Linked DNA regions of Arabidopsis thaliana: region 1 is linked to region 2. Evidence: chromatin contacts called from public capture Hi-C data. All regions are on one chromosome and are shown on one strand. The core of a region is the stretch at or near the end of the contact, and the rest is flanking DNA. Distances in the headings are between cores, read along the strand shown. Region 1 holds the start of NOF1 (U3 small nucleolar RNA-associated protein). Region 2 holds the start of MYA1 (myosin 1).

Region 1 (4,037 bases), core at 34-2,533, 49 kb before region 2:
TGATGCCACGGGTGATGTACTCCAGCTTGGGGGCTAAGTCGTTAGACGACTTCTGATTGGTGCCATATGTTGTCATATTGTTTTTCTCCTTCGTGATATGGGAGAGAGATTAATTATTTTTGCTATAAGTGTGATGTGTTTGTGGTATGTGAAGAGAAAAGCATTACATGACTGAGAGGTTTTATAGAGTTTTGTATTTGCTATAACAAAAAAAAAAATTTGAACATCTTGTATAGTATATAAAAATGTGAAATATGGGATAACATTGAAAATACCTAAAATTACGGGACACACTTTTGAATCCAATTGTTCAGAATCAGAACACATCCACATGAGTCATGAGTCATGACTGACTTTAATTTAGATTTCATTTCCAAACTAATGTTTCACTTCTTCGCACTCGTTTTTTAATTTTCAAACTGATTGTGTTATTCACGTCGCACATGTTATTGCCATTTTTGTTTATCATTTGTAAAATGTATTGGATTGGCTTGCTAATCGATATTGATGTTCTTATCTATAAGATAAAACGTGAGGGAATTAACAGAGTCATAAAAACGACGTGAGAAAAAACCACAATATACAGTATATAAGAATAAGTGTGTCTAGAGTTACAAAACGACGAGGTGAAAGGGGCCAACGGGAGGAAGAACAGGCCACGTTGGCGTTGTCTAAATTTAAAACTGAAAAGAGGTGACACCAATGAGAAGGTGCCAGATGGGAACTGTAATAAGAAGAGAACGAGGAGAAAACTGCAAAACTCATGAAAGGCCAGACCAGAAAGAGATGAGACTTGCCTGCCCAAGTTATTTTTTCTTGCAATTATTGAAAAAATGAACATGGCTCTCCTTTAAGCCCACCACTCCAACTTGGAAACCTTGAATTCTGAATCTTTTTATTATTAACCAATAAATAATACATATATGAGTCATATATGTACTAAAAATGATAAATCTCATTCAGTGTATGATACATACAAATCTTTGTAGAAAGGTATAGGCTCTTGATAAGTAATTGTATGGATTATGATGTTTGGTTTCAGATGTGAGTGTATGAAAACTGGCCGTAAGGTCAGGAGATTTATCATATTTAGTTCAATTATTTTACATGTAGTCATTCTACATTAGCACCTGCGTATCGCTCTTGAATTTTACCATTTTAGTACTCTTGTATAGCGTAAGCTAAGTTTTGGGTAGAGATGACAAAAAAATAATAGGAAACCAGAAAAGGAAAGCGTTAAATATATTGGGCCTATTGCAAGGCCCATTCAATAACTAATAAACCGACGTGTACTAGTAACATCGTATCATCATCTTCTCCGTTATGACTTTGGGTTTTAATCTGCTCGGCCGCCGCTTTATTTTTCAGACCAAACCTACGAACTTCGTTTTGAGGCAGTTTTTTCTGACAGCTAAAATCTAAACTCCGTTGTCAACGCCGTCAAGCAAGCGACAAGGCTCAACATCTCCTATAATCTCTTTCTCTGCACCAGTTAACTTCCCTAAGATGGCTCCAAACGCTACTGGAGTCTTGAAGAGGCACAGGTCCCATGAGAAATTCGATAAGAAACGAGATACGAAGAAGCACAAACATGTTGAAAAGACGATTGTTTCCAATCCTTCAACAGGTTTGTTAGCTCTTCTTTGTTAATTGTGCAAGAGATTACAGATTGTGTGTCCAACAAATTAAGTGGTGCTCAATATTAAACTCTTTTTGTGTTATTTTATCGTTAGATTCACCTGAAGAATCCTCTATAGAGGCTGAATCGGAAGCAATGGTTTACAGAGAACCGACACAGTACCAAAATTTGCTGGTGTCTCTTGGTTCATCTAACAAGGTTGTTGCTGATATGAACAAAAGAAGGTATCTTTACAATGTCGTTTGTTTTAACAAGTTCAAGTCTTCAGTTTTTGGTTTATTTGGAAGTCTTTGACTCTTTGTATGACTCGGAATTATGTCAATCATTTAGATTCGATATACTTGTTCCGATGTGGAACTAACTACTATGTCCTTTAAATCTTCAAATTTTATTCTTTTAAGATTGTGTTGATTATATGTAACAAGTTTCTTGGCATATATTGGTTGTGAGGGAGGTAGTGAATCTTCAAATCTTTTTTACAGGCAGAGAGAGGAAGAAGGTAAAAGTGACACAGAAGAAGATGAGGACGATGAAGATGAGGATGAGGAGGAAAACAGTGGGTCTGACGATTTAAGCTCTACTGATGGGGAGGATGATAAGAGTCAAGGTTAGTTTTTCCTTATCTAGTTTTGCAAGTTATTACTAGTTTCTATTGTGCTTAGACTTAGCATACTCCTGTAAACTTCATTATTGGCTCTTAAGTATTCTTGCAATAGTTGCATCGTTGTTCAGCCTTTTGATTTCACCTATGCTTCTGTTTGTATATTTAAGGGGATGATCAGGAAACTCTCGGAGGTCTTACGGACGACACGCAGGAAGACAATGATAATCAGAGTGAGGAAGAAGATCCTGACGACTATGAAACGGATGAGGAGGTGCATGAGTTGAGTACCAATGGCCAATCCTTTGTAGATGCTTCTTCATCTATTAGGTAAATTTGATTCAGATGGTGGTGTCTGCAAACATTTATTTACAGTTTGATGTGCTCGTTTATCCAATACAACTCTTTTATTCACACATTTATTGTTCAGTGCATTTAGTGAGCACCTTAGCCACAAATTATCCAGTGAAGAAGTGGAAACTTTACCAAAAGGCAAGTGGAAGTTTAAATGGGAATCACCTGCCTTTGACATGCCAAATTGCAAATGGAAAGGAACGAGTGAAAATTTTCTTGATGTATGTGTTCTGTAACCTTTCCTCAGAAAATATGGTCGCGAAGTCTGCCTCCAAACCTAGTAGTTTACCAGTAGCACCATTTGTTTATATTTTGCAGGGTATTCAGAGTGATGCACCTTACGGCCTCAAGCCGAAGTTATATAATCACTGGCTGCAATTGTACAAAAAATGTGGAGGCAAAGATTTGGACTCATCTAAGAGGAGAAAATTCTTCTCTATTTGTACGTATTAGATTCCGGGATTTTCCTATCTCTGGATTCTTTCTACTTTATATCATTCATGTTTCTTTCATGGCTCTGTGTTGATCATTGTATTTTGATACTGCAGGCAACAGCTATCTGGATATATTGCATTCTAACAAGAAACCCTTTTACCATTGTGGCTCTGACGAAGACTCAAGTGCCATGGATGCGTACCTTATGCATTCTGTGTGTACACACTTGTATTCCTTTTTCTAAGACAATTTATGAGTTTTTCATTAGACTCCGCATATCTTCAGGATTTATTGAAGTCCGTTTGTCTTATGCAGTTGAATCACATCTTTAAAACTAGAGATCTAGTGAAGAAGAATGAAAGTAAAATCGCCAAGCATCGAGAGACCTCCGAAGAAGAAATTCTTTCTGATGATGGATTTCTGGACCAAGGATTTACTCGTCCAAAGGTGACCCCTTCTGCTTTTCTTCTGCAAATATTTTATGTGTTTAAATATGTTGTTGCTCGCATTTGAGTTTGACAGTCGGTCTTACGTGTATTGTAATTCCAGGTCCTGATTCTATTACCATTGAGGAGCATTGCCTTTCGCGTTGTTAAGAGGCTCATACAACTAACTCCGGAATCTCAAAGGGTATATAAATTTATGAAATTCGTTCATCAATTTTTCAATTGGAAAATGCTTTGTGACTGTGTTGCCTCTACTCTACATCTCGTGGATGAGAAAATTCTCTAGTTTGATTGTTAGTGATGTTGAAAGAATTTTCTGCATTGATATTGTCTATGTTGCTAATGCCTTGAGTTGCCTATGCCATCTTCAATATCCTTCATTGGTTTCAGGTTAATGTAGAACACCTTGACCGGTTTAATGATGAGTTTGGATGTGAAGAGGATACTGATGACTGTGATGGTGAAAAGACTACATCGAAAAATGGAAACTCAATCAAACAAAAGTCTTCAAAACCTTCTGACTGGCAAGCCCTTTTTGGTGCGAATAACAACGATGATGAGT
Region 2 (3,841 bases), core at 266-2,765:
AGCAACAAAAAGTAAGAGATGTTAGAAAAAAAGGATAAAATATCTTACGTATATTTCATTAAGTTCATATCTTGTCTCAAGGTTTCGTAAGACTCCAGGCTCATGCAAGTATGAAAGTTTTGTCATGTCATCTACACCTCCAGATGGAGCTTCAGTATCCTTGGGAAAATATACGTTTGTCACAACCTGAAATCCATACAACATGGGGATATGTGAGGAGAACCATGGCCAACAAGGAAGTGTGAACATCTATACTTGACAGCAAAGAACTTATCATGAAAATATATCATGTGCAACAACATATAAAATGACAACGTAAATCATGTTTTTACGTCTCATGCTGCATCTTATCACATTAAGCTGTTTCCCTATCACGTGTAACGGTTTCAATAAAATTAGCTCTCACAACATATCAAGATAACTGCCGACTAGAAAGCCTGAAAGCTTCATTTTATGCACTCCATATTTCTGAGTATAAACTTGCCTTAAGACATTCAGTAAATACCAAAAACGTTCTTTGAAGGTATTTTTCTCTATTTATTATGTTACTTGGTTTGATCAAAACACTAAAAGCACAATAACCTACATCTACCTTGAATGCAGAAGGTAAAAACCTGCCGATCTAGGGATATAACGGGACTATGACAGTATCCCATTCCAAGATAAAACGTAACATTAATCGACATCTAAATTTATCAACGGACTTATTCCTACTCTTTTTTAGCCTAAACCCAAAGGTCGAGGCCACGTACAAGCTCATTGATTGAAGTAAAATAATAAAGATGTAACCTTATAGAAACTTACGGTTTTCCCCTTCTTGGTTTTGACATGAACGTTTATACCATCTATTCGAGTAACTTCTCCATCTATCCATGCCAAATGTGGATCTTCAACCCACACATGTGAACCCACAATTATGACTGGAGCAGCCTGCAACCATTGCATTTCATTTAACAACATCAAAAACATACATTGCCTCTAAAAGAGTTTACAGGTTCAAGGGGCACATAACATCTATTTTACAGCTTTAGGCAAAATTATATAAACGAGATTTTAATTCAGGCAAAGAGCAAGCTTCTAGAACTGAGCTAGACATAGTCAAACCAAAACCTTTCAGAAGTAAAAACAACCATAGATCAAGAATTAGCGTCTCCATACAGGAAACAAAAAGGGGTAAAGCAAGCAAACGCAACAACAACATTAACGAAACAAACAAGCAAGGTTTTCAGTTTTCAAATAAACAGTTGAGCAAAGAGACCGAGATATCTCTTAGAAACATAAAATGGTATAGAGATATATTTGAATTTACCATTTGAATAGCAAGAGGGGAAAGACCCCAGATGAGGAGATTAGAGCAGAATCAATCAACTTGTGGAGAGACTTGAGAGTGATAAAGTCAATGACTTTTCACCGGAAATCTCAGGAAAGGAAAGCCCTTTTTTCTTCTCCGGTGAGAATTTGGTAATCTCTCTCTCTTATCGCGGTGGAGAGTTTCAAAAAAAAAGGCGTTTCGTTGGAGCTCCGCTTGGAGAAGCCATTTGGGGGGTTTTATTTTGTCTCTTGTCTGATACAGATTACTAGTGGGTCCCAGTGCTAGCTTCAAAATGGACGGCATCGGTGAATTGTTCCACTTGATCAACCTCTTCTCAGCCGTTTAACTTCTTGATTTAGGAATTTTTCATAACATTAAGAAACTTTGGATTTTGTCTTTGTAAATGCATGAACAATCAACAAAAGTAAAAAGTTCGTAGCAAAAAAAAAGAAGAAAGAAATGTTTGTTATTAGGGCATCACCATTGTTTATTTTTGTTAATTAAGAATTTCAGATTTTGTGATAAACAAATGTTATAGTACATGTGGAAAAAATGTTATGGCCCCTGGTTTTAAAATGTAGGAAAATAAGGTAAATACGAAAAAAAAGGAAAAACGTAGGCGGCAGGATTCGAACCTGCGCGGGCAAAGCCCACATGATTTCTAGTCATGCCCGATAACCACTCCGGCACGCCTACTTTTGACAACGTCACCACTTTTTTACTATATAATTTAATCCATGAGTAAAATCATTACAAGCCCAAATGATCGCTGCGACAGCGAGTGTGTGACGTTAAACCCTAAATCTGGTGTCTTTGTGCAATCGCAAGATTCATTCACTCTCTGCGACACTAAAGATCGAAACTTTTGAATTGCAGAAATGGCGACAGCTTTAGCTTCCAAGCTCTCCAAAGGTACATTTTCATCTCTTAATATTATTATATTCGATAAAGTTTGGTTCTTTAAAAATTAGATTTTTTGCAACATTGATTTAGTATAAGTTTCGAAATGAGCTTTGAGTTTTTGGGTTTGTGATATGTCATGGACTTTGCTTTGGTTCATGAAATGCAGACTCAAGATTAAAACTTTTTTGTTCTTGTTGTGAATGTCACTAATTGTTGGTGATGTCGTTATATGATTCATCGACAATATGAGTAGGACGTTCATTGCTTGGAGGTCTTTGCAATGCTTTCTCTGGTTTGATGAATTCCTCCTCCAATGGAATGATGAATGGAAGCATCCTCTCTCAGGTCAAGCCTCTTTTCGCAAATATACGTCCTTGATGAAACTTTCTTCATATGCATTCGTGGGGTATAACCTGTGAATTGTGTGTCCTGATGATTTCCAATTCACAGCAACAACATAGGACATTCATTCAAATGGGGACGATTCTCAAATGCGTGGATAACTCGTGTGCTAAAGAGGTGATGTGCATTCAATCCCTGAGAGGTAAGAAAGGAGCAAGACTTGGCGATATCATTGTTGGTTCAGTGAAAGAAGCTAACCCAATTGTTCAAAAAAAAGTAAAGAAAGACGCTATCCCAAAAGGTAAAGTGAAGAAAGGGATGGTCGTGTACGGTGTGGTTGTGCGTGCTGCGATGCCTAAAGGACGTGCTGATGGAAGCCAAGTCAAGTTTGATGACAATGCCATTGTAGTTGTTGGCATTAAGGAAAAGAAAGGGCAGAATAATTCACATGGTTCCAAGAGGAAAATGGAGTACAACCAACCGACTGGTACCCGAGTGTTTGGTCCTGTCCCGCACGAGATGCGCCTCAGGAAACAGCTCAAGATCCTTTCTTTGGCTCAGCACATTGTTTGAGACAATACACCACACTAAAACATCAGTTATGATCTCCTTTATGTGACTCTCTTTGATCCATTCATCACTTGGGTTTCTGTTGATTCTTCAACTATCCAACTCATTATTTTTGTTAATTCTAATGAATTATGAAACCTTAACGTACCAATTATGATCTCTTATTTAGGTTTCTTTTAATTGTTAAACTCTACTCTCTTAGTAAAAAAAGCAGGGGAAATAGCTTTAAACAACCATCCTTCTCCAAACCCTTCACTTAGTTTTCATGTTTGATACAGCATCCCTCATTAAACACTTTGGAATCAATATTACCTGTTGTATAACAATAACAATAGAAAAGACAATAATAACTCTTTCACAACAAGTATTTATATATAATAGATTACAGAAAAGTATTAAGGTGAATGTGACATAAATTTCAGTTACAATTCCTTAAGCCACATCTCCAATATTACAACAACATATCCACCTACAAGACTCCAAAGTAAAAACATTTCTTCTCTATTCTTCTTATACATAACAAACATACACATTCAAGTCCATGAGAAAAAGGAATGGACTTCAGCTATGCATCAAGGTCTTAATTCTTCTTCCCCCCAACATTTCACTTCTTATTTTTATGTAAACTTGTGGAAATTTTTTCAATAAATAAGAAATAATAAAATTATAATAGTGTAAGAGCTCGAGCATACACTGTTTCAAGATCTGGTCTTG

Evidence for each region. Capture Hi-C pulls out chosen DNA fragments and counts their contacts.
Region 1: a contact with region 2 is called in a capture Hi-C map of seedling, with 2.1 times the contacts expected there. A contact is called at or near these places in 2 of 26 Hi-C or Micro-C datasets (rosette leaf and vegetative nucleus) and 1 of 3 other capture datasets (seedling).

Annotation. Positions count from the first base shown.
Region 1 is chr1:6,085,627-6,089,663 of TAIR10.1, reverse strand. It overlaps NOF1 (U3 small nucleolar RNA-associated protein), which reads left to right and starts at 1,283. Exons shown (of 24, transcript NM_101631.2): 1 at 1,283-1,627; 2 at 1,734-1,863; 3 at 2,122-2,246; 4 at 2,411-2,570; 5 at 2,671-2,815; 6 at 2,913-3,036; 7 at 3,143-3,243; 8 at 3,345-3,476; 9 at 3,579-3,659; 10 at 3,866-4,037. The coding sequence starts at 1,507. It overlaps PRA1.F1 (prenylated RAB acceptor 1.F1), which reads right to left and starts at 204. Exons shown (of 1, transcript NM_101632.4): 1 at 1-204. The coding sequence starts at 76.
Region 2 is chr1:6,036,924-6,040,764 of TAIR10.1, reverse strand. It overlaps MYA1 (myosin 1), which reads right to left and starts at 1,515. Exons shown (of 38, transcript NM_101620.3): 1 at 1,310-1,515; 2 at 805-930; 3 at 49-186. The coding sequence starts at 1,312. It overlaps HLL (Ribosomal protein L14p/L23e family protein), which reads left to right and starts at 2,067. Exons shown (of 3, transcript NM_101619.2): 1 at 2,067-2,224; 2 at 2,469-2,560; 3 at 2,666-3,358. The coding sequence starts at 2,191. The coding sequence ends at 3,130. AT1G17570 (a tRNA gene) reads right to left here and starts at 2,008; the gene lies at 1,927-2,008. It overlaps HAB2 (homology to ABI2), which reads right to left. Exons shown (of 4, transcript NM_101618.3): 4 at 3,367-3,841. The coding sequence ends at 3,826.